Regions from separate parts of the Mus musculus genome. Here all the other regions are linked to region 7. Evidence: chromatin contacts called from public HiChIP or PLAC-seq, Micro-C, capture Hi-C and promoter capture Hi-C data. All regions are on one chromosome and are shown on one strand. Each heading gives the region's core, a stretch centred on a gene start, on an enhancer-like site or on the middle of the called end of the contact. The rest is flanking DNA. Distances are from core to core; before and after follow the strand shown. Region 1 holds the start of Ndufb7 (NADH:ubiquinone oxidoreductase subunit B7). Region 2 holds the start of Clgn (calmegin). Region 3 holds the start of Dnajb1 (DnaJ heat shock protein family (Hsp40) member B1). Region 4 holds the start of Rbmxl1 (RNA binding motif protein, X-linked like-1). Region 5 holds the start of Tbc1d9 (TBC1 domain family, member 9). Region 6 holds the start of Pou4f2 (POU domain, class 4, transcription factor 2). Region 7 holds the start of Gab1 (growth factor receptor bound protein 2-associated protein 1).

Evidence for each region. Promoter capture Hi-C pulls out the DNA fragments that hold promoters and counts their contacts. A called contact is a pair of places that touch in the nucleus more often than the background predicts. HiChIP or PLAC-seq counts read pairs in DNA pulled down with a chosen protein or histone mark. Capture Hi-C pulls out chosen DNA fragments and counts their contacts.
Region 1: an H3K27ac HiChIP or PLAC-seq map of embryonic stem cells shows a contact between it and region 7, with 6 times the contacts expected there. The contact joins the promoter of Ndufb7 here to the promoter of Gab1 in region 7. A contact is called at or near these places in 2 of 115 datasets of contacts at active chromatin or transcription factors (astrocytes and embryonic stem cells) and 1 of 9 other capture datasets (embryonic stem cells).
Region 2: an H3K27ac HiChIP or PLAC-seq map of embryonic stem cells shows a contact between it and region 7, with 6 times the contacts expected there. The contact joins the promoter of Clgn here to the promoter of Gab1 in region 7.
Region 3: a contact with region 7 is called in a capture Hi-C map of embryonic stem cells, with 6 times the contacts expected there. The contact joins the promoter of Dnajb1 here to the promoter of Gab1 in region 7. A contact is called at or near these places in 2 of 115 datasets of contacts at active chromatin or transcription factors (astrocytes and embryonic stem cells) and 1 of 9 other capture datasets (embryonic stem cells).
Region 4: a contact with region 7 is called in a promoter capture Hi-C map of liver, with 2.3 times the contacts expected there. The contact joins the promoter of Rbmxl1 here to the promoter of Gab1 in region 7. A contact is called at or near these places in 1 of 39 promoter capture datasets (liver) and 2 of 9 other capture datasets (adipose tissue and embryonic stem cells).
Region 5: a contact with region 7 is called in an H3K27ac HiChIP or PLAC-seq map of embryonic stem cells, with 10 times the contacts expected there. The contact joins the promoter of Tbc1d9 here to the promoter of Gab1 in region 7. A contact is called at or near these places in 5 of 39 promoter capture datasets (embryonic stem cells, hippocampal neurons, liver and 2 more) and 5 of 115 datasets of contacts at active chromatin or transcription factors (astrocytes, differentiating embryonic stem cells, embryonic stem cells and 2 more).
Region 6: a Micro-C map of embryonic stem cells shows a contact between it and region 7, with 6 times the contacts expected there. The contact joins the promoter of Pou4f2 here to the promoter of Gab1 in region 7. A contact is called at or near these places in 1 of 39 promoter capture datasets (cranial neural crest) and 1 of 484 Hi-C or Micro-C datasets (embryonic stem cells).

Annotation. Positions count from the first base shown.
Region 1 is chr8:83,565,357-83,568,084 of GRCm38.p6, forward strand. It overlaps Ndufb7 (NADH:ubiquinone oxidoreductase subunit B7), which reads left to right and starts at 1,402. Exons shown (of 3, transcript NM_025843.3): 1 at 1,402-1,574. The coding sequence starts at 1,463.
Region 2 is chr8:83,388,502-83,391,263 of GRCm38.p6, forward strand. It overlaps Clgn (calmegin), which reads left to right and starts at 1,341. Exons shown (of 15, transcript NM_009904.4): 1 at 1,341-1,599. Gm32377 (a long non-coding RNA gene) reads right to left here and starts at 988. Exons shown (of 5, transcript XR_878991.3): 1 at 910-988.
Region 3 is chr8:83,606,620-83,609,491 of GRCm38.p6, forward strand. It overlaps Dnajb1 (DnaJ heat shock protein family (Hsp40) member B1), which reads left to right and starts at 1,556. Exons shown (of 3, transcript NM_018808.3): 1 at 1,556-1,923. The coding sequence starts at 1,713. Gm42029 (a long non-coding RNA gene) reads right to left here and starts at 1,231. Exons shown (of 3, transcript XR_878996.2): 1 at 1,151-1,231.
Region 4 is chr8:78,507,434-78,510,202 of GRCm38.p6, forward strand. Rbmxl1 (RNA binding motif protein, X-linked like-1) reads right to left here and starts at 1,495. Exons shown (of 2, transcript NM_001252089.1): 1 at 1,366-1,495. It overlaps Slc10a7 (solute carrier family 10 (sodium/bile acid cotransporter family), member 7), which reads left to right and starts at 1,895. Exons shown (of 12, transcript NM_029736.2): 1 at 1,895-2,241. The coding sequence starts at 2,142.
Region 5 is chr8:83,163,806-83,166,612 of GRCm38.p6, forward strand. It overlaps Tbc1d9 (TBC1 domain family, member 9), which reads left to right and starts at 1,547. Exons shown (of 21, transcript NM_001111304.1): 1 at 1,547-2,399. The coding sequence starts at 2,270.
Region 6 is chr8:78,435,227-78,437,926 of GRCm38.p6, forward strand. Pou4f2 (POU domain, class 4, transcription factor 2) reads right to left here and starts at 1,421. Exons shown (of 2, transcript NM_138944.3): 1 at 885-1,421; 2 at 1-452. The coding sequence starts at 1,178.
Region 7 is chr8:80,879,107-80,881,928 of GRCm38.p6, forward strand. Gab1 (growth factor receptor bound protein 2-associated protein 1) reads right to left here and starts at 1,373. Exons shown (of 10, transcript NM_021356.2): 1 at 426-1,373. The coding sequence starts at 497.

The sequences.
Region 1 (2,728 bases), core at 152-2,651, 2.7 Mb after region 7:
GTTCCAAGACAGCCAGGGCTATACAGAGAAACCCTATACAAAGAAAAGAAAGCAGCCTGAGAATGCCAGTAAGCAGCACTCCTGGGTGGCCACTGTGTCAGTTCCTGCCTCCAGGGTCTGTGTTCCTGTCCTGACTTCCCATCAGGACATTCCCGTCAGGACATACTGCATTCCAGACCGGGAAGTAAAACACTTACCTCCCCAAATGGCTTCTGGTGGTATTTCATCACAGCAATGGAAACCCTAACTAAAATACCATGTAAAACAGACGCTGGGCATGGCAGCCCAGAGGAGACAAAGACAAGAGGATCCCTGGGGCTTACAGACCAGCCCGCCTTGGGGAGCTCTGAACAGAGAGGTGTGCTTAGTCTGAGTCAAATAAGCTGTCCTGGATGAGAGGAGAGAGCAAGCCAAGAGAGGACACACCCTGACAGACACTTAGGAGCAAGGAAGAGAGTGGTTCCTTCAGAAGCTCTAGACCAAGAGCTTTTAAGACCATCAGGTTGGCTGCGCCCTCTCTGGTCAGGATTGGGCACTACGGACAGGCTTCAGTGGTAAAGCCTTCATTTACCATGTTCTAGACCAGGATCACAAAGTATTCATTTTAGAAGAACAACGACTGGAAGGAGGGCTCAGTCATTACTGTGATTGCTTTACCAACATAAAGAACTCAATTCAGTCCCCAAACCCCATGTAAGAAAACTCCTGGTGTGGGGGCACACGCTTGAAATTCCAGAACCACAGACAGGGTGCCCGGTTAAATCTCTCGGGCCTTCTAGACAGCCAGCCTCACCTACTTGAAGGGTTCAAAGCCAGTGGGAGACAGTGTCTCAAACAAGTTGGACAGAGACAGAGTAATGACCCCAGAAATTGACCTCTGACCACCAAATGCACTCATAAGCACACCTACGTATGTGCACTCACACCGACAAACCTAGGGAAAGTGTTTGGAAGTTCGAGTGTTGGAAATGGTAGTGTATATCTGTGGGAAAGCACTTATCTACCATATGCTAGGCCTGGGGGTCTATCCTAAAACCAGAAAAAAAAATTAATTTAAGAAAAAAAAAAAAAAGAGGAGGAGGAAGAGGAACGCGGAAGATGGTTCGGTCCAGGGTGTCCACAGTACCCATGTATACACATGTATACAGCAGGCTTGGTGGCACACATTTATAATCCTAGCACTGGGCAGAGCACAGGGGACCCTGCCACCTCCCCGCTTCCACACCCGCACTCCTCCCTGCAACTCCCTGGCCAGCCTGGCCTTCTAGCCAACTGGCGTTCGCCGCACCCGCTCTGTCTCCTCCACACCGCCAGGGGGTGTCAGCGAGCCAGGAAGCGTTCCATCGTTCATCTCTATGACCCCCGCCGCAGCCTAGATGACCCGGAAGACACTGAAGGGGCAGTGCTTCCAGGTGGGAGCGAGGTGACCCCGGCTACTAAAGAAGGGTAAGGCAGAGTAGCCATGGGGGCGCACCTGACCCGGCGCTATCTGTGGGATGCCTCGGTGGAGCCTGACCCCGAGAAGATACCCAGCTTCCCGCCGGACCTCGGCTTTCCGGAGCGCAAGGAGCGAGGTGAGCTCAGTGCGCAGGCGCGACCGCAGATCCCGCGGAACTCAGCTGCCTGCTTGCGGAGGGCCGGGTCGAGTCGGGAGGGCGACCTCCTTGAGTGTGGAGGCTGTGCGGGGATGGCTAAAGCAAAAGGCTGGGACGAGACAGCAGAGAACGGGAAGATGAGACTGCCCCGGTGCACTTCGTCCTGGGCACAGCGCGGAGCCTAGGACATGTTCTTTGCATCTCCATACATTGTCACTAGCATTTGGTTACGTACAATAATACAAGGTTGGGGGGCTGGAGCGATCATGCTCCTTGTCCTGTCTAGTGTGATGGTGCTGGGGGAGGAACCCAAGGCCTGTGTGTACTCGCAAGGTTCTCATTCTTCCTGTATAGGAAAATCAGAGTGACAGCTCTGGACAAAGTCCTAGTTTGGCACTTGGGATGCCCCAGGGTAGCAGAGAGCCACTGGCGCTGTCTTCAGGGAGCCCCCTGGACAAAGCAGCGTGTCCAAAAAGATCTGGGAAGCAAATTTAAGAGTGTAGAAGCACAGGCTAAAAGGGGTGTATATGAGATTGATGAAGCTGGTACCAGGGAGGGACAGAGCCCCACTTGTAAGCAGGGGAAAGACACAAATGACTTGCCTTACCAAAAGGTTGTAGTGTCGACTAGAAGATGGCTCCGTCAGTACTGAATCTGCAGAACATTTACCCACCTGACACCCTGCTTTGCCCATAGTCATTTTGAAAATACAGCACTCCCTGGCCGCCTCTCTTGCTTGGCTAATCCAAAACCCTGGTAAAACTCAGCTGGCCCTGCTGACCTGGTCTCCAAGTTGCTTCCTCACTCCAGACCCCCTTCTTATTTTTGAGTCAGACTAGTCTCTAACTCACAGTCCTTTCCCTTTGGCCTCGGGAGCACAGAGCTCATAGGCCCAGTGGTGCTCAGGGATGCTATAGCCTACATTGTTGCTTCTATAGTTCTTCACTGCCTCTTCATCTTAGGCAAGCTCTTGTGAGAAAGCAAGAGTAGCTCCTGCTCCCACACCCATGCATCTCCAAACTCCTTCCAAATGACTTGTCCCTAGCCTGGCGGAGTCCCCATTCCAGGTGAACCCCCCCCCACACACACACACACACCCCTTTATATCCTCCATCCACCCTCTACAATGAAAG
Region 2 (2,762 bases), core at 91-2,590, 2.5 Mb after region 7:
GCCAATCAGCCCAAGTCTGCAAAAGCAACAAAAACTACAACACACTACCAACAATTCTTTAATGTGTTTCTATGGAGTCCCGACAGACACAGCTCAACTACACAATGTAAGGCACACCAATACATATGTCATTAGCGAAGAATCCTTTATCACGTGTCCTTTCACATGTTTGCTTTAGCAGAACATCCTCTCTCCTGTGTCTGCTTCAGTGTAACATTCCTTCACGAGTCTGCTGTAGCCTTTCACACCTATGTCCACTTTAACAAGATGCTCCTTCAAGTGTTTGTCCCAGCAAAACACCACCCAACTGACTTTCCAAAGAACCCTTCACACCTCCTTCAGTTAAACCTAGGACAATTTGGGTACCACAGTAACTGTACACAGTGACTGGATAAAACAGACTCTATGCCTAAATAGGATGGACTCTTGGATGGAGGTGTGTTAAGTTTTTAAAAATGTTGCTTGTGCCTAATAAGGAATGAAGACAGTTAGTTAAAATTACTGTATTGAAACCACAGTAAAGTTGAGTCAAGCAAAAAAATGACAGATCCTAAATCAAGGGGCAGACTTCAAACATTTATGAACAGAAAACAGAACGTTTACACAGACTCAAAGTTTGGTCACACAAATTAAGACGATACAAACAATATACAGAATTGTAAACATACAGAGAAAAAAGCAGGTAATGCCTTCAAGGAGTGTTCAAGATTAATAAAAAACCAATTATGTGTCTGTGGCAAATTATTAACATTAATACTGACAAAATGAAAATGTACAGTTTCATTTATAATGTAATAGCAAGCCAGGAGCATGTGTGAAATAGGAAGCTTCCCGGTTGATAACCATGAACAATCAGCTACTAAAACACAAAAATATAGAGGGAAATTTCAGCGTATGAATTTGGCACACCTGCCCTGGCACTCTTTTAAAAACGTTGAGATAAAATTGAGGAAACAAAAGATGTGGATCAACTGATACAGAGCTTGCATAACCCCACCAAGAGGGCTTCAATCACTACTGCATAACAGTGTGGCGTTGCAAATCCAAAAGTCAGGAAGAAGGGAAGGAGGATCAAAAAGTTTAAGGTCATCAGAACAAAACAAGAGAAAGAAAAACAAAAAAACCCAAAACCATCCATCTATTCATCATCCATCCGGGAACCAATTAAGGTGCGACACGAAGAACTGAGCAGTCTGCAGAGCCAGCAGCCTGAGCTCCAGAGAGGGACTGACGTTGGAAGGACCGCATCCCCCCAGGCGCGCGGCCGCTGGGTCCCGAGCGGCGGTTGAGCGGGCCGCTTGCGCACTGGGGCTGCCTCTGCATCCTGCATCCTCCCGCGCGGCCGCTCGCGCACGCGCAGTTAGCAGTCGCTGCTGGGCGGCTGCCGGCGGGATCGCTCTGGGGAGACGCCGGGCACCAAGTAGCGGCCAGTCGGACACCTGAGCTGCCGCTGCTGGACACAAGCCCGCAGGACAGGTGTGTAGACCGCGGGCCGCCTTCCTGCGGCTTGTTCTCTGGGGACCGGGTGAGAAATCGGATCCAGGTGCCCCGCAGCATCCTCTTCTGAGACTAGAAGAAGGCTTAGCTTGGTGCGGCCAGGTGAGGCTGGAGGATGAGTTCAGGGATGAATGTGGGAGTTAGACTCTTGGGTGGGCTCTGCCAACCTCGGGGACAGAGATCAGCCCTGGATGGAGGGAGACGCCACCCTGAGTCCCTTGGGTCCTCCTTCTGCTTCCCTGACACTGGGGAAGGCCAGGTTGCCCTGCCCAGCCTGGCGCCTCTCTCAAGTCCGTTATCCCAGCGGTTGCCACAGCTGCTGTTGCCACTGTGTGGCCCGGTTCCACGAAGCTCTACCACAATCCCTGGAGAGTTCTTCTCGCATCTTTCTAGAAAATGCAACAAAACCAACCTGGGCACATTTGCAGCCCACTTCTCTGTGAAGCCAAAGAACCCTACCTCCCCCACCCCCACGCTCAAACCTGGCTAAGGTGGCCAGAGAATCCTGGCCACTCCCTAGACACTTGGGTGGAGCCTAACAGGAGCCATTGGGGAGTAACCGGCCCTGTGTTGAATCCAGAAAACCTTAATGACTAGAGTCTCATTATCTAAAGCCTGTTTACTATCAGTCAGATACTTTAGCTGAGTTTAAGTGGCATCTGCCCCACCCAGGAGGAAGAAGCTATGCAGGGGTTTGTTTGGGGTTAAAGAGCAAAAGGCTAGGAAGTTGGGAGCTGGAGACCGAAGGTATAAACAGAAATAAACAAATTAGGCAAAACAAAAATTTAAAAATTAGGTGGTCAATGGTTCAATATCTCTGACGAAGATTAATTTATGTTGAAACAGAATAGTAAATCATGGTTGTTTTTCTTGCCCTGAAAAATTGACATCTCCCTAGGTAGCTCTCTTTTTTTGGTAATTGTAATTTTGACCATTTTCTAGTCTACAGTCTGTTGGTTTGGTCATCCAGACACATTGATCCTGTTCCTTAAACTCAAGATAGTCTTTTTTGTCTTGTTTTGATTGGTCTTGTTGGTCTGTTGTCTGTAAATGGTGGCGTGTGCTGATGGATATGCAGCTAGCAGGTGGGGGCTCAGGGCTCTGGGCTTGTTTGGTGTCTACTAAACTTTCCTTCTTTATTATGTAATTAGAAAACAGGAACTGTCAGCTTTGATAGGACTTTCTCTCAACTCATGGGTGACAAGAGGCCCAGAGAAGGGAACCAGTTCAGTTGTCCTTTGAACAACAGTGTTAGTCACTTAGTG
Region 3 (2,872 bases), core at 306-2,805, 2.7 Mb after region 7:
CCTTGCCTCTGGGACAGCTCTTCTGTTCAGTATGTACTTTGATTTCTAGTCACCTATTTTGAAGGCAGGCTGGCCTCACAGGGAGTCCTCGTGCAGCAGCATCCCTGCACTAGACTACAGGAATATGCCACTGTGCCCAGGCTGTCGCTATCTCTGTATCTTTTTGTTTGTTTGTTTGTTTTTGTTTTTTTTCGAGACAGGGTTTCTCTGTATAGCCCTGGCTATCCTGGAACTCACTTTGTAGACCAGGCTGGCCTCGAACTCAGAAATCCGCCTGTCTCTGCCTCCCAAGTGCTGGGATTAAAGGCATGCACCACCACTGCCAGCTCACTATCTCTGTCTCTGTACCTTTAAAGACACTTTCTCTACAAGTGTTCCCTAGCTCCAAATCCATGGGGAGGCGGGGGGCAGGGCTCAACTGGTTCGGTTTTCATGGGGTCAGTACAGTTAGGAAAATCAAAACACATACACCACACACAGCTATACCATTAACGGAAGGCTAAAGTCATTTTTCTCAGGGGTGCCTAGGGCAAGGGTTATCTGACTCTCCTCCTACAGAGCTTCCAGAAAGGGAATGTCAACAGTTGTCCACTAAACAAGATGATTAATCATCTCTTTCAAGAACACCCTTTGTCCCTTGTCTTTAACAAATGCAGAATAATGTCAACTTCACCATATTCCACGACCATTCCCTTTGTACAGATGACCACACTGAGACCAGAAAAGCTACTCTACCAACCCAAGGTCACACAGCCAGAAAGTGCTAGGATGAGAGTCAGTCTTTCATGCACTTTCAGGCAGTCCCATTCCCTGCAAGAACCACCAATGACTATTCCAGCTTCTCTATGCCTTCCAATATCTGAAGCTCTCTCCTCTTCCTCACTCAGCTCCGTCCTTGACCGCCATCATCCCAGACTTACAAAACCAAAAGCAAAAAGCTATACTATATCAAAGTATTTGGAAATATTTACGAAGCACCCAGTGGATCTTTAAAAAAATCACGCAGCCCTGGTGGTAAACTCAGACGGCAAAGGAAGTGACAAGTATCAGAACGCCAAGAGGCGAGCTAAACCCAGTAGGAATTAGTAGGAAGTAAGATAAACCGGAGAGGCAGCCCGACTGCAGCAAGCCCAAGGCAGACCAGTCTCACCTCGCTTTACAGTAACGGCCTTACGGGAAAAACCAAGGGCTACGGGCAGAAGAGGGCGGGGTGCCTATTTTTATCCCTGGGTTAGAGCAGGAAAGCTTAGAGGTACTTGTCAGGTAGCTACCACAAGTCACGCAGCAGAACCTCCCAGCCGGCGATAACCTGGGGGAAAGGGTGCGGCCTTTCGGAGAGGCCCGTCTCTGTAGCCCCGCCCCTCTTCGCGCCTCCACCTGTCCGCAGAGAGAGAGAGGGTTGCGATTGGCTGGATCCGCTACGGAGGCGGAACCCCAGCAGCCGGCGCGCGCGCCCGAGGAAGGCGTTGACCAGAGTAGAGAGGGAAGGGGCGTGGCCCCGCGCGGAAAGCCGTTGGCAGCCGGGTCCCACCCCGGATGTGCTGCGTCACGGAGCGGGCCGCAGCGATTGGCCGGTGTCGTGCGGCGCATCGGGAGGGGCGGAAGGTTCTGGAGGGCTGGCGGGATCTGGAAGCTTCCGCCGGACGGGTATATAGAGTCCGGGACGGGGCAGCAGCGGAGCCGGAGGCGGCGACAGCTGGGCGGCGGTGGCCATGGGCAAGGACTACTATCAGACGCTGGGCCTGGCCCGCGGCGCGTCCGACGACGAGATCAAGCGAGCCTACCGCCGCCAGGCGCTGCGCTACCACCCGGACAAGAACAAGGAGCCCGGCGCTGAGGAGAAGTTCAAGGAGATCGCCGAGGCCTACGACGTGCTCAGCGACCCGCGCAAGCGCGAGATTTTCGACCGCTATGGAGAGGAAGGTACGTGTGCGCGCGGCCGGGGTGACCCGCCGTTTGACAGGCGGGGAAACCGAGGCACTCGGAGCCTCTCCAAGACCTCGGCCGGGGACAGGCATTCCGGGGATCTAGCGGCGGCGCCGCCTCCTTCACCCTCTGATCCGCGGCCTCAGACAGGAGGAGGAGCTCTGGGCGCGCCGCTGGCACAGAAGCTTCTAGCACGTCTGCCGCAGCCCCTCCCGGTCGGTCGCCTGCACAGCGCCGGAATGGTGCAGATGGAGGGCGGCGGTCGCGATGGGAATGAAAATTGCCCGAGTATTGATTCTCTTTCCTAGCCGCAAGCTCAGTGTTCGCTCACCCAGGGTTGAGCCTTTTTGGTAACAGTGCGTAGGAGCTTCTCTGTAAGATGGTAACAGCATAGCTGGGAGGATGGAGCAGTCACGTAAACCTGGTCGCACCGAGATCTAGAGGCCTTACTACCGAATATGTTGTCAGGAAGTAAAACGGAGTAGTGTGTTTCTTGCTCCTATTGCCATTGGGAGTTAAAAGACTTGAGATTCGTCCTTGACTAACAAGCTTTTTAATATATACATAAAATCCCTCCCGCTATAGTTCCTGTGGCCTTTTTACTAAGAGCAAAACTTGTTGAGCAGAGTGCGGGGGCTCACACCTCCACATGGGAAACCGAATTAGGAACGCTGTGAATTTGCTTCAAATCAGAGCTACAGGGTAATAAGCTCCTGTTTCCAAAGGAACCGGATGTTGTGACAATCCCCCCTCTGGGGTATTTGAGTCAGGAGGATTGCCTTGAGGCTACTCTGGACGAAAGTTTGTGTGTTACGTGGCATTGACAGTAATACATGCAAAAGGAACAAAATGTGACCATTTATTTGAGACAGGACCTCACTGTTGCTGGAACTTTGTTTTTCAATTTATTTGAGCGTGTGCCTCCGTGTATATGTGTATACCATTC
Region 4 (2,769 bases), core at 245-2,744, 2.4 Mb before region 7:
GGAGATGTGATGCCTAACCAGGTCGAGACTGGAGCATCAGAACCTAAATCAAGGAAGCCAGGGAATATTAACAGCCACAAGAAGCTGGAAAGAGCCTTTAGAACACATGGCCCTCCAATATCTCCATTTTGGATTTCCTTATTCTGCAACAGTAAAACAACATGTCTATTGTCTGAGTATAGCTAACTCGGGGAGGGGACTATTTGTTATAGCAGCCCTAGCAAACTAATACAGTCCTTGACAATACAATTCACAAAACTACGGTTAAAATATTCTATGAATTAAGATTTTGTTCTAAACAGGTCAAAATCTCTAGAAAGACTCTGTGAGCAGCCTTACTTAAGCAGCACTATCTGTGATGACCTTTTGAGTATTCGATGACTGAGGCAGATTTTTTTTTCCTTTTGAACCAAGCAAAATTACTGAAGAAAATTATGTTATAAATTTTACTTCCTAGAACTCCACTTACCTTGTGACTGTCTTATAATAAGCCTTTATCACATTTCATGTACTTCTTTTGCCTGGTAAATTGTTTAATGTCTCCCTATTAAGTTCTTTTTATCTTGAGATTAGCTTTTCTTCATGCTGCCTGATGCGTAATTACCGAGCAGTGGGGGCTGTGCAACTGAGAACTGATAGCACAACTGCTTAAAGCAGCTTAGTTTTTGGATAGCGAGTCATGTCAGCAAGATAAAGTTAAATAGAGCAAATTGCACGCCGAGTCTCTTTCAAGCTTTGAATGCATTCAGAATGAAAGTCTGGTACAATCCCTTTCGAACGTTACGTTCCATAGTAAACTATTCAAGTAGCTGATACCAGGCTGCTTCAAAATGTCCCACAATACTTTGTTCCTTTCTTTCTTTGGGTGCATAAAGAGGAAGGGTTGATGCTCGGAAGACCATTCGTGAAACTATGTCATAGATTCGCCAAAATGCAATGCAAGAAACCGAGGGTTGGGGGAGGGGGCGGACATCAGACCCTCCACCCTGGATCTGGCCCTCACTGCTTTTGTTCTGAGTTCCTGGCCCCCTCTCAGTTGTCCTGTTGCTTTAGTGGTTCGGGGTCAGGCAAAGGCCCGCACCACGCGGCCTCCGGAATCGCCCGCCCACGCGCGGCACACGGGTGGGGAGGAGCCTGGGTCGCTCTCTCACCGCCCCCCAGGGAAGATTTGCCCCATCCCGGCCGTCCTCCCCACTCCCGAGGCGGGTTTTGGCCGCGGAGGCGGTCGGGCAGAAAGGCCCGGGCAGGCCACCGACCTGGCGGGAAGGCCCAGCCCGCCTTCCCCGCCTTCCCGCCGCCGCCGCTGCGGGAAGGCGGGGGGCCTGCCGTCCCGGACGTCTGCTCGGCCACCGATTTTCAACCTACCCACGGGGCTAACGCTTCCCTAACTAGGAAGCCGCTTTCCCGCGCCGGTCGCCACACGCGTCTGCCGCCGCCGCTCCCGCCGAGAACCAGAGGCCGCGAATGGCTTCCCCTCCCCCCGCGCAACGTCAACGCGACGTCGGTCGTCGCCGTAATGTCTCGAGTATACGCGCATAGACATAGCAGGCATTGGCGCGCGCAGCCGCCGCCACGGCGCAGCCCGGTACCGGCCCAGCGCACGCCGCGGGTCTCTCGGGCTCAGGGCAGAGTGAGAGACGCTCTCTGCAAGGCATGTCTCGGGGCTCGGGCCGCCGTCAATATAGCTTTACTGCAGCGACACCCATGATGAGGCTGGGCGTCTGGGGCGCCTCATCCCTCTCTCCCACTGCGGGCCTCCCCAAGCTTGGCCGTGTATGCACGGCGGCGGGTCCTGTTAGTGCAGCCCGTGACTCGTCTCACTTGCGTGCTCCTGGTGTGCCTCCGTTTTACGTCCCCTGCGCCCTGGTCCTCGGCGGGTGGGCGCGTCTATTCTGAGGTGCGTGGTAGTGATGGCGGCGCTCAGCGAGGCTTTCCTGTCACTGGGTACTACTACTCCCAGCCCGCCTCGGAGCCGCCCGAGCCACCCCTCGGTCTTTAGTTTACGAGTGGCAATTTGACTTGCTCTGCTGCATGTCTGGAGGGATCGAGGAAAGTGTGGAGACGCCCCGGGGATTTAGGGATCGCAGTTTGGAAAGCAAGCCAGCCAAACAAATAAACAAAACCCACCCGCCCTAACAAATATGAGGCTGCTGGAGAGGGCGAGGAAAGAATGGTTCATGGTCGGGATAGTGGTGGCGATCGGCGCCGCTAAGCTCGAGCCGTCGGTCGGAGTGAACGGGGGTAAGTGCCGCACCTCCGCCGGCTGCAGCGCGCCGGCTCCCACTTCTGAACTCGTCGGCGAGTCCCCGGGAGGAGCGGCCGCCCTGGCTGCGGCACAGCCCTCTGTCTCGCAGCGGGAGAGAGGGGGGCTTTTAGCAGGTTCTTCTCACTTGCTAGCCCAGGAGGGAATTAGGAATGGGGCAGGGGAGTGGGAGTGCAGGTTGCCTTTTCTGCGGGCAATCAATGACTTCTGCTCAGTGCCGGAGTGAGGGTACAGAAACTGAAAGTTACTCCTCTCGTTCTTAGTAGCATCCCATCCCAAGGGACTATAGGTTGCCAGGAGTTCTTTATCTATCCTGGAATAGACCTCATTATCCAGTCTATTTCCGACTCCTCCCTTTTGCCGCCCCCCCCCCCCAAAAAAAAGTCTGTTGGAGAGAAAGGGGTTTGGGGGAGATTATTGGCGGGAGCGGCGGATAGGAGAAAAAGGAAAAAAGGATACCCTTGCTCCAAACTTCAATTTTTAGTGTGCCTTAGTTGCTGACTAAA
Region 5 (2,807 bases), core at 297-2,796, 2.3 Mb after region 7:
GAAGCTAGATTTAACTGTGAGACAGTCTAATGCATGCTTTTCTCAAGGTGGAGAGACTTGAGTTCAGGCTGCCCCACTGTCTCCGTTCTCAGCATGGCGGGTTTATTGTAGTTTTAGAAATTATACTGCCACAAAGCAACATACCTGCGTCTGTTAACTGTGTTGAGCATCTTTAAAGGCCTGAAGGTCTAGTGTCTGTCTCCTAAAGAGACTGAAGATGAAAAACAGGTGAAAAGCCAGACCGTTGCTAGTGCAGACCAACCAGAGAGCTTCATGCTTATGCTTCATGAGCCCAGAGGCTCTTGAGTGCAAAGCCATTCTGGGCTACACAGTGGGACCCTGTCAATGGACAGGTATCTAAATGATTAAACAAATCAGGGAGAAGACCCTTGTGGTGACAGGAAGAGAGCCTTGTACTTCTTTAGCACCCTCAGGGCTGGGCACAAAGCCTTGATGGAATGGCTGCCAGTTTGCTCATTCAGCTACTTGGAAGAGTCCTTAACACAGTCAGAAACACACCCAAACCGCTCTTAGTCCATCTGTACTGTTGTCATGAAATACTTGAGATGGTAACTCTTTTTGTTGTTGTTGTTGTTCGAGACAGGGTTTTTCTGTGTAGCCCTGGCTGTCCTGGAACTCACTTTGTAGACCAGGCTGGCCCCGAACTCAGAAATCCACCTGCCTCTGCCTCCCGAGTGCTGGGATTAAAGGCGTGCGCCACCACACCTGGCAAGATGAGTAACTCTTAAAGGAAAGACTTTTATTTCGCATGGTTGTCAAGGTCAGTAAGTCTACAACCATGTGGGCCACATCTGCTGCTGGTTCTGTCTGCTTCCTCACAGAGTTGAGCTGATGGATAAACTAACCCAACTCCTGTGTGCTGCTTTCTGTGTCTTTCTCCATTCCTGATGAGGGACCCCACTCGGCCTAATTGCCTCTAATGGCCCCACAGATTAATGCTGTCACAGTGACTGAATTTGGGGTTGGAAGGACACATTTAAATCATAGGTACACACATAAAAAATGTGTTTGAATGGTTTGGTTATTTGAAAAGAGGAGATTCTCACGATTGGCTAACTTTTGGGCCATTGCAGAGTCTAGTCAACAACTCTGGTCATCTGAAAAGGAAAACCTCTTTGGCTGAAAACATTTCTCCGATCTCTCGGGTGAATGCATTTAGTCGCGTACGATACGCAGTAAATGAGCTGAGACCAGAAAGGGATTCCAGGAATGCAGGGAAAGACAAATTGTTAAAAGCATAAAGTTGCCTGGTCTGAGTGCCTCTGGTTTAATTTTCATAAACAAACAAACAAACAAACAATGCTAGTGTCCCTCAAAGCTCCTAATGCCCAATATAGGAACAGCTGTGGGGAGAATTAGTTGGTTTAAGCTTTTGGTCTGTTTCCAACTTCTCTATAGCTTACGCCCTGTAGGTCAAGGAAAGAAGTGATGTAATGCATTTAGCTGGGCCACTTTAATTACAAAGGAATGGAAGGGGAGTGGCCACCGGTGGTGACAAGTTTAGCGCGTGACTTGATCCAGGGATGCAGGAAACAAAAACATTACCAACCATTGGCTGCGTCCACCTTGGACTCCTGGCTCTAGAGCCAGGTCTGGAACCTGGGAACACACGTTTCCGGGGCAGGGGTGGCGCTGTCCCGCCGAGCGTCAGCCTTGAATACACACGCCACACGCAGGCTCTGGGAGCGGGGCAGCTTCCTCCCTGCTGGGATGGGCGTGGGGCCCTGCGCTCCGCACACAGTCCCTACCGGGCTCGCGAGAAGCCACCCGCGGTCACCCGGGCTCGCGGCGACTGAGCCGCGCTGTCGTCATTCATTCCCAGCGCCGGGAGCGTCCTTCCAGCTCGTTGCCCCGACGCGCAGTGTCCACGAGCGGTGATCTCGGGCTCGGCAGCTGGTGATCACGGCGCCCTGGGGGCTCGGATTCCCGCACAAGCTCGCCCTTGAACACCGCCGCGCCCTGAGACCGAGCCCCGACGCTTGCTCGCCCTGCGGTGGGCAGGGCCGGGCTGCGAGGCTGTGCACTTGGCGAGCGAGGAGCCGTAGGGAGGATGCTACTTGCTGGGTCCCGATCCCCGTCGTCGTTCCCGGCTGCCCGCTGGGTCTTTGTCGCGGGCCGGGAGCCGCGGGCCGCAGCCTGCTGAAGGCCGTCGCGGCCCCGCACCCACGGGCGGGAGGGCGCGCGTGTGCCCGGGAGAGCGCGCCAGTGTGCGGGCCTCTTTGTGCGACTGCCCGCGGCCACCAGGACCATGTGGGTGAATCCGGAGGAGGTACTGCTGGCCAACGCGCTGTGGATCACCGAGAGAGCCAACCCCTACTTCATTCTGCAACGAAGGAAGGGCCACGGGGGCGACGGGGGTGGCGGCGGCGGATTGGCGGGTAAGAACGGGCACTGCGGGAGGCTCCGCCCGGGGCTCTGGCTGCGGACACCCGGGACGCCGCCCGGTCTCCGGGGCTGGGCCTTTTGCCGGCCCTGTCTGGGGGCCTGGAAGGTGTCTCGAGTTGTGATTTTATTTTCCCCCAGACTAGGAGAGAAACGCCTCTTTCCTGACCCTGTCGGGCGATGGGGTCTTTGAGTTCTGGGTGACCCATAGTGGGTTAAGATGAAATTAGCAATGAGTGAATTATTAAGAATCGAACGCCGGGTTGCATACTCTCCCTACCCCCCTTTAACATACTGCTGAATGTATTGAGAAGAGAGATGGAAGATGCTTAGCTTGGACTCAGCTGTCTTTATGGGCAATTAGGTATAAAATACCCTTTTGTTACCAGGGAAGCAATCTGTCA
Region 6 (2,700 bases), core at 171-2,670, 2.4 Mb before region 7:
CAGCCCATGTGCGAGGGCAGCCCATGTGCGTGGGCCATGCTCAGGGCTGCTTGGTGCATGGGGTTCATGGTGGCCATGTGTGGTGCGTGAGCCGGAGTGGACACCACCGTGCCGTCGGGGCCCGCCATAGCTCCCAGGGCCAGCCCGGGGCTTAGGTGCTCAAGCAGCTCGCCCTCCAGCGCCTGGTGCGGCTGGTGATGGTGGTGATGGTGGTGGTGGTGGTGGTGATGGGTGCCAGCCAGAGCGGACGGGTGCGAGATGGGCACAGAAGAAGAGGAGGCTGCCGACGTGCACGGGATGGTGTTCATGGTGTGGTAAGTGGCGTCCGGCTTGAAGGGGCTGTGGTGGGGCGGATGGTGGTGGTGGCTCTTACTCTGGGAGACGATGTCCACGGCGGCCAGAGCCTCGGCACGGGCCAGCAGACTCTCATCCAGCCCGCCGAATATATTGCTCTGCAATTGTAAGTAGAAGGCACACATTACGCTCAGCAGGGAATTGTGAGCGCTCTCTCCGGAAGCCCCCGGCCCAGGGCTCGCCACCGCCACCGTGCCTACAGCATTCCCAGAACGTTAAAATAATAATAATGACAGTGATCCTGAAACTCGGCAGCGAGAAGAGAGGGGAAGCCTGCGCGAGAAGCCAATGTGCAGGGGGAGGAAAAGTGAGCCACAGACAACACAACACAACACAACACAACACGCGCACAGGCAGCATCCCAGGTCATAAAAATTAATATGAAAGGCAAGACCCGTTGAATACTTAAGAGAGGGGGGATTGGTTGGAGGTGTGGGGTGATTTGCTGTGCAGACATGAAAAAAACATCAAGCAGATAAAGGAGGCTGTCAAAATGTGCCTTTAAGCGGTGATTATGCAGACATACGCACCGGTGGGGTTGGAAGACAAGCTCTCCGCATCGCCTCCGAGCCCCCGCCGCCGCCGCTGCCGCCGCTGCCACTGCTGCTGGAACTGCTGCTCCGGCCGCCGCCGCCTCCGCCTCCGCCGCCACCGCCGCCGCCGCCAGCGTTGCTGGAGCTGCTAGGGGAACTGGCCGAGGGCGCCGCGGGCGCAGAGGAGCCCGGGGAGGCACTGTGTAGCGCCGAGTACTTGGGCTCCACGTGCAGGCTGCCTGCGTGAGGCATGCTGAACGCCTGCTTGCTGTTCAGGGACATCATCATCATCTTTCCTTGCGCGGCGCGCTCGTCGCTGGCGCACTCCGGTCCCAGCTACCCGACCCTCCGGAGAAGTACCCGGCCGGAGCAGCAGAGGGAACAACACTGCAAAGTTGTGCTCAGCCGCCACTGCTTCCAGGCCCGGTTCTCCCAGTGTGGCCGCTAGCTCCGCTCCTGTGTCTCCCGCTAGGTCTGCCCGAGAGGTTGCCCTGCTCCGGGTGGCTCTGGCTTCAGACCTCAGCACCCCAAAGTGCCCCAGCTCATCGAGGCGGTGGAGTTATAGTCCCCTCTTCCCGCGCCTGACCCCCGCCCGCCCTCCCCCTCCTTCCCTCCCCCGCCCTCTCCTGCCAGGACGCACTGCTCTGGGTGGGTTTCTCCCCGCCCTGGCTCCCCGCAGGCTCCGGTCCTTTCAGTTCTCCCTGCACCCGCCCCTCTCTCTCTGCCACGGGACCCGCAGCCTTCCCTGCCCCGGCAGGCGCTCTGCTGTTACCACTCCTACGCCGCGCCTGCAACTCCTGATTCTAATCGCGCCCCAGCTCAACCCCACCCAACTAGCCAGGTCGGTGCTTCGGGCCACCCCCACCCGGCAGTGCCAGTCACCTAAATGACAGTCTCCAGATCTTCCCGCCTCCCTCGGGAAAAAAAAAAAAAAAACTCCCCCTAAAAGTTGCGTTCCAAGCCAATCTTGGAAGCGACTAGCCCTGAACTGTGAGGTGCACCTTACCTGGCCACCTGCTCTCCTGCCCTCTGCTTACCACTAAGTTTCAGGGGCCCTCCCCTCCCGTCAGCTCCAGTGACCCTGATTCCCCTGGATGAGGATCTAGACGCTGCGGCGACCCGGGTCCTCTGCTCTGCTCTGAGCTCCCGCCTTGATGCGTGCTGAGGTCAGCCCCGGGCTTTGCATCCCACCGCCCGGCGGGTGCCTAGTGCAGAAAGACGTGGGTCTGCCCGGCTGCAGGGCTTCCTCTCCCTCGATTTCCCTCAGCTCTCAGCGGATTGGACAGCCACACAGCCCGTTAGTGTCCTCTATGCGCATGCGACTCCCCCCTTTATGAGCATATCACCCTCTAACACATGTACAGATTCCTCTCCTCCCACCCCCTTCTCTTTTTCCACCTCCTCCCTATGTCCAGTACAGGGTGAGCTGGGACTTGGGAGGATCTCCTGGCAAACCCTGACTCTGGGATGTATTATTCTTCATTAGCTACAATCAAAGGGAAAGGAGCAACTGACAGGACGAGAAGGGCCAGAAATACAGAGCGCATGTGCTGCCGAATGCCACTAACACCGTGTACACGTACACACACACACACTCACTCACTCACTCAAACGCGCGTGCACACACACTCACACAAACACACACACTCAGACTGGCGTAAGTCCCACTTATCTTCATTTCTACAGTCACTGTGTGCAGAGACTATTTTTTGCTTACACTTTGCTCCCACTTTTGTGCTAGTGCAAACCACTTTCCTGGAAGTGAACACACATTCTGAGTTCCAGTTCAAAAGCAGACAGTGTGGCCCACTCC
Region 7 (2,822 bases), core at 123-2,622:
AAAGGAGAGCGGGCGCGGACCCAATCGAGAACCCATGAGTACTTACTACCTCCGCGGTTTCTCGGGGAGGGGAGATTTAACAGCTCCATGAGAATCTGATACAGATAATAAAAGAAGGCTCTTTCTCCCTGTTTCACTCCACCCTTGCTAAATGGAAATAACAACAACCAAAGTATGCAGCCAGTTTTGAGCTGGAAAACTGGGCTTCTCTAACAGGCAACGAGGCCTACAAGGGAGGCAGTCTGCAATATGGAGGGAGAAAGTTTGGCCGCCGAGTGGACGTCAGGGTGGGAGTGGACCGCACCCGGTCCGGAGCCCGCCGGCCGAGAGACGGATCGAGGAAAAGGAGGGCGGGATTCGTGGAAGAGCCAACCGGGCGCGCAGGCTGCTGCAGCGGGGCAGACGGTGACCTGACCTGTACTTACATAACGCTTCAACTTCTTCTCCGGGGGCGACTTGCGGAGCCATCCCGAGCAAACCACTTCGCCGCCGCTCATGGTGCACGCCGTGAGGACTCGAGGACCAGACACCAAAGGGGTCGGTGGACACAGTGGACGCGCTCCGTGCACGGCGGGCACGGCAGTCAAACGCAGCCCAGAGGACGTCTCAGATTCCCCCGACGGGGCGGCCCGGCTCCCCGCGCCCTGTGTCGGCGATCGAACCTCTCCCGCAGATTCGCGGACTGAAGAGGAACTCGATCGGGAACCGCGGGGACCAGGGCTCGCCGACCTTCTTTCAGTGCGCCCTCCTGGCCGCCAGGCGCGCCGTCCCGCCGCCTAGGCAGCGGTCGGGCTCCGCTGGGACTCTGTCCGGACAGGGAGCCCAGAACTGGAAGCCCTGCGCTCCGCCCCTTGGAAACGGGACCTCCCGCGGGTGCTCCCCGCTGCGGACCCCACGCTGCACGCGCACACACAATGCCCGCGCGCGGTGTCCGCTCCGCTCCGCTCCGCCCGTTGGCGCATTCACACTGAGAGGGGCTCGATCTTCTCTTTCCCTCTGCTCGGAAAAGGGCGCCTGGGAAGGCGTGCGGCGTCCGGGTGGCAGCCGGCACAGGGGCAGGTCCTGATCAGCCTAGGGAGTTCGCGGACCAGCAGCGAGGGTCAGGGCGTCGCCGGGCGTCGGGGAGGTCGCGGGTCCGCGGTGGGAGGGTGGGTCTGCGCTCCAGCCTCGGATGAGGGCGGGGATCAGCACAGGGACGAGGCGCAGGGCGGCTCTGCTTCGGGGAGGGACCCCTCTGTCCTGTCCCCTGCGCTCCTCCCCCACCCCGGGGGCGCGCGGCGGGTTCGGGGAGGCGCGGCCTGGGCCCCGGCCCTCCTCCTCCTAGCCTTTCTGCCTCCCCTTCCCACGATCGGTCGCCTCTAGCTTCAGCCCAGACTTTCTCTGAAACTCCTCCGGAGCGCTTCCAGCCAAAACAACAAGGGCTGGGGAGGCGGGGCCGGCGCTGGGAGGGAGCGAGATGGCAGAGGCACCCTGGGATCTGTAGTCAGCAGGCGCGCTGGGGTCCTCGCCGCCCCGCCGCCCCGGGCCCGCGCGCTATGGAAGGCGGCGGTCTCCGGGAACGCAGCGCCACCCCAGTGTGAGAGCGGGAGTGCCGGGCACTCTCGCCAGCTCCGACTGAGTTTGCCATCTTGACAACCCCCAGGGTCAGGAGTTTGTACTCGGCTGTGCCTTCGCGATCCAGAGTTTTCGGAAGGATTTCCCTACTTGACAGTCTGAAAAAATAACCCAGCCAGGAGGAGAACTCACTCAAGCGGGTCCTGGCTGCTCGAGAGACTGAAGGACTGCGTCTCCCGGACCAGGAGCGCGCTAGGACCCTCACTGTGCACCCAGAGACCAAGGGGGTGGGGGACCTCCTGGGTGCCTAGGGCCTGACCCAGGAGCTGTTCTACCGAGTGATGCTACCGCTTAGCCTCCACAAAGCGTTCAGCTGCGTGTATCTCTAAGACAGGATAAAGTCTCACACTGCTTCCACTCATGGGCTGTTTCTTCCAGTTGGCGTTGTGTTTGTTTAAAACCTGCGCTAGGATGTTGGACAGGAAAAGAAATCATTCTGGGTACCCTAATTCTATTTGCCTTTTTGTGTGTTTTACAGTTATTATATCTGGGCTGAGTTTGACACAGTCTTGTAACAGACTCTTCTTTACGGGTGTGTTTGAAACAAAGCCTTGGAACAAATTTTAGAAGGCAATATAATCAGACAAAAATTTTAAAGAGTTGGGCATGGTGATGCATGTCTTTAATTCCAGCGCTTGGGAGGCCGAGGCAGGCAGATTTCTGTGAGTTTAAGGCCAGTTTTGTCCACAAAGTGAGTTCTAAGGCGACCAGGACTACATAAAGAGGCCCTGTCTCAAAAAGGGAGTTTGTGTGAAAATACAAATAGATAAACAAGCATTTCTGAGAAGCATGAGTTTGGGGCTCTCCTAATAAATGTGTGTTCTGAGTCTGAAACCTTGGGGGTCGTAAAGAGGAAAAGGTGCTGGGAGCCCTGCCTGGCAGAACCCCTGTAATCCCAGGCCTGCCAAGGTAGGTAGGGGAGGGGGAGGGAAAGAAAGACTAGAGAGAGACATGGAGGCAGGAGTGAAGAAATTAAAGAAAGAAAAGAAAAGTAGATGCTAAGTTAATAATAAGACAAAAGCCCTTGCATATAAGAAGAGACAGTGCCCTTTGTTTTTGCCATAAAGTGCTTTTGAAATGGAAAAGTGTAATCTATCTTGTATTATTTAACTTTTGGAATTTCAAATAGAGCTTTTTTCCCAAATAAGTTTCACTTATTCCATTTCTATATACAAAAATCTACACCTGCAGTTAGAAACTTACACCTG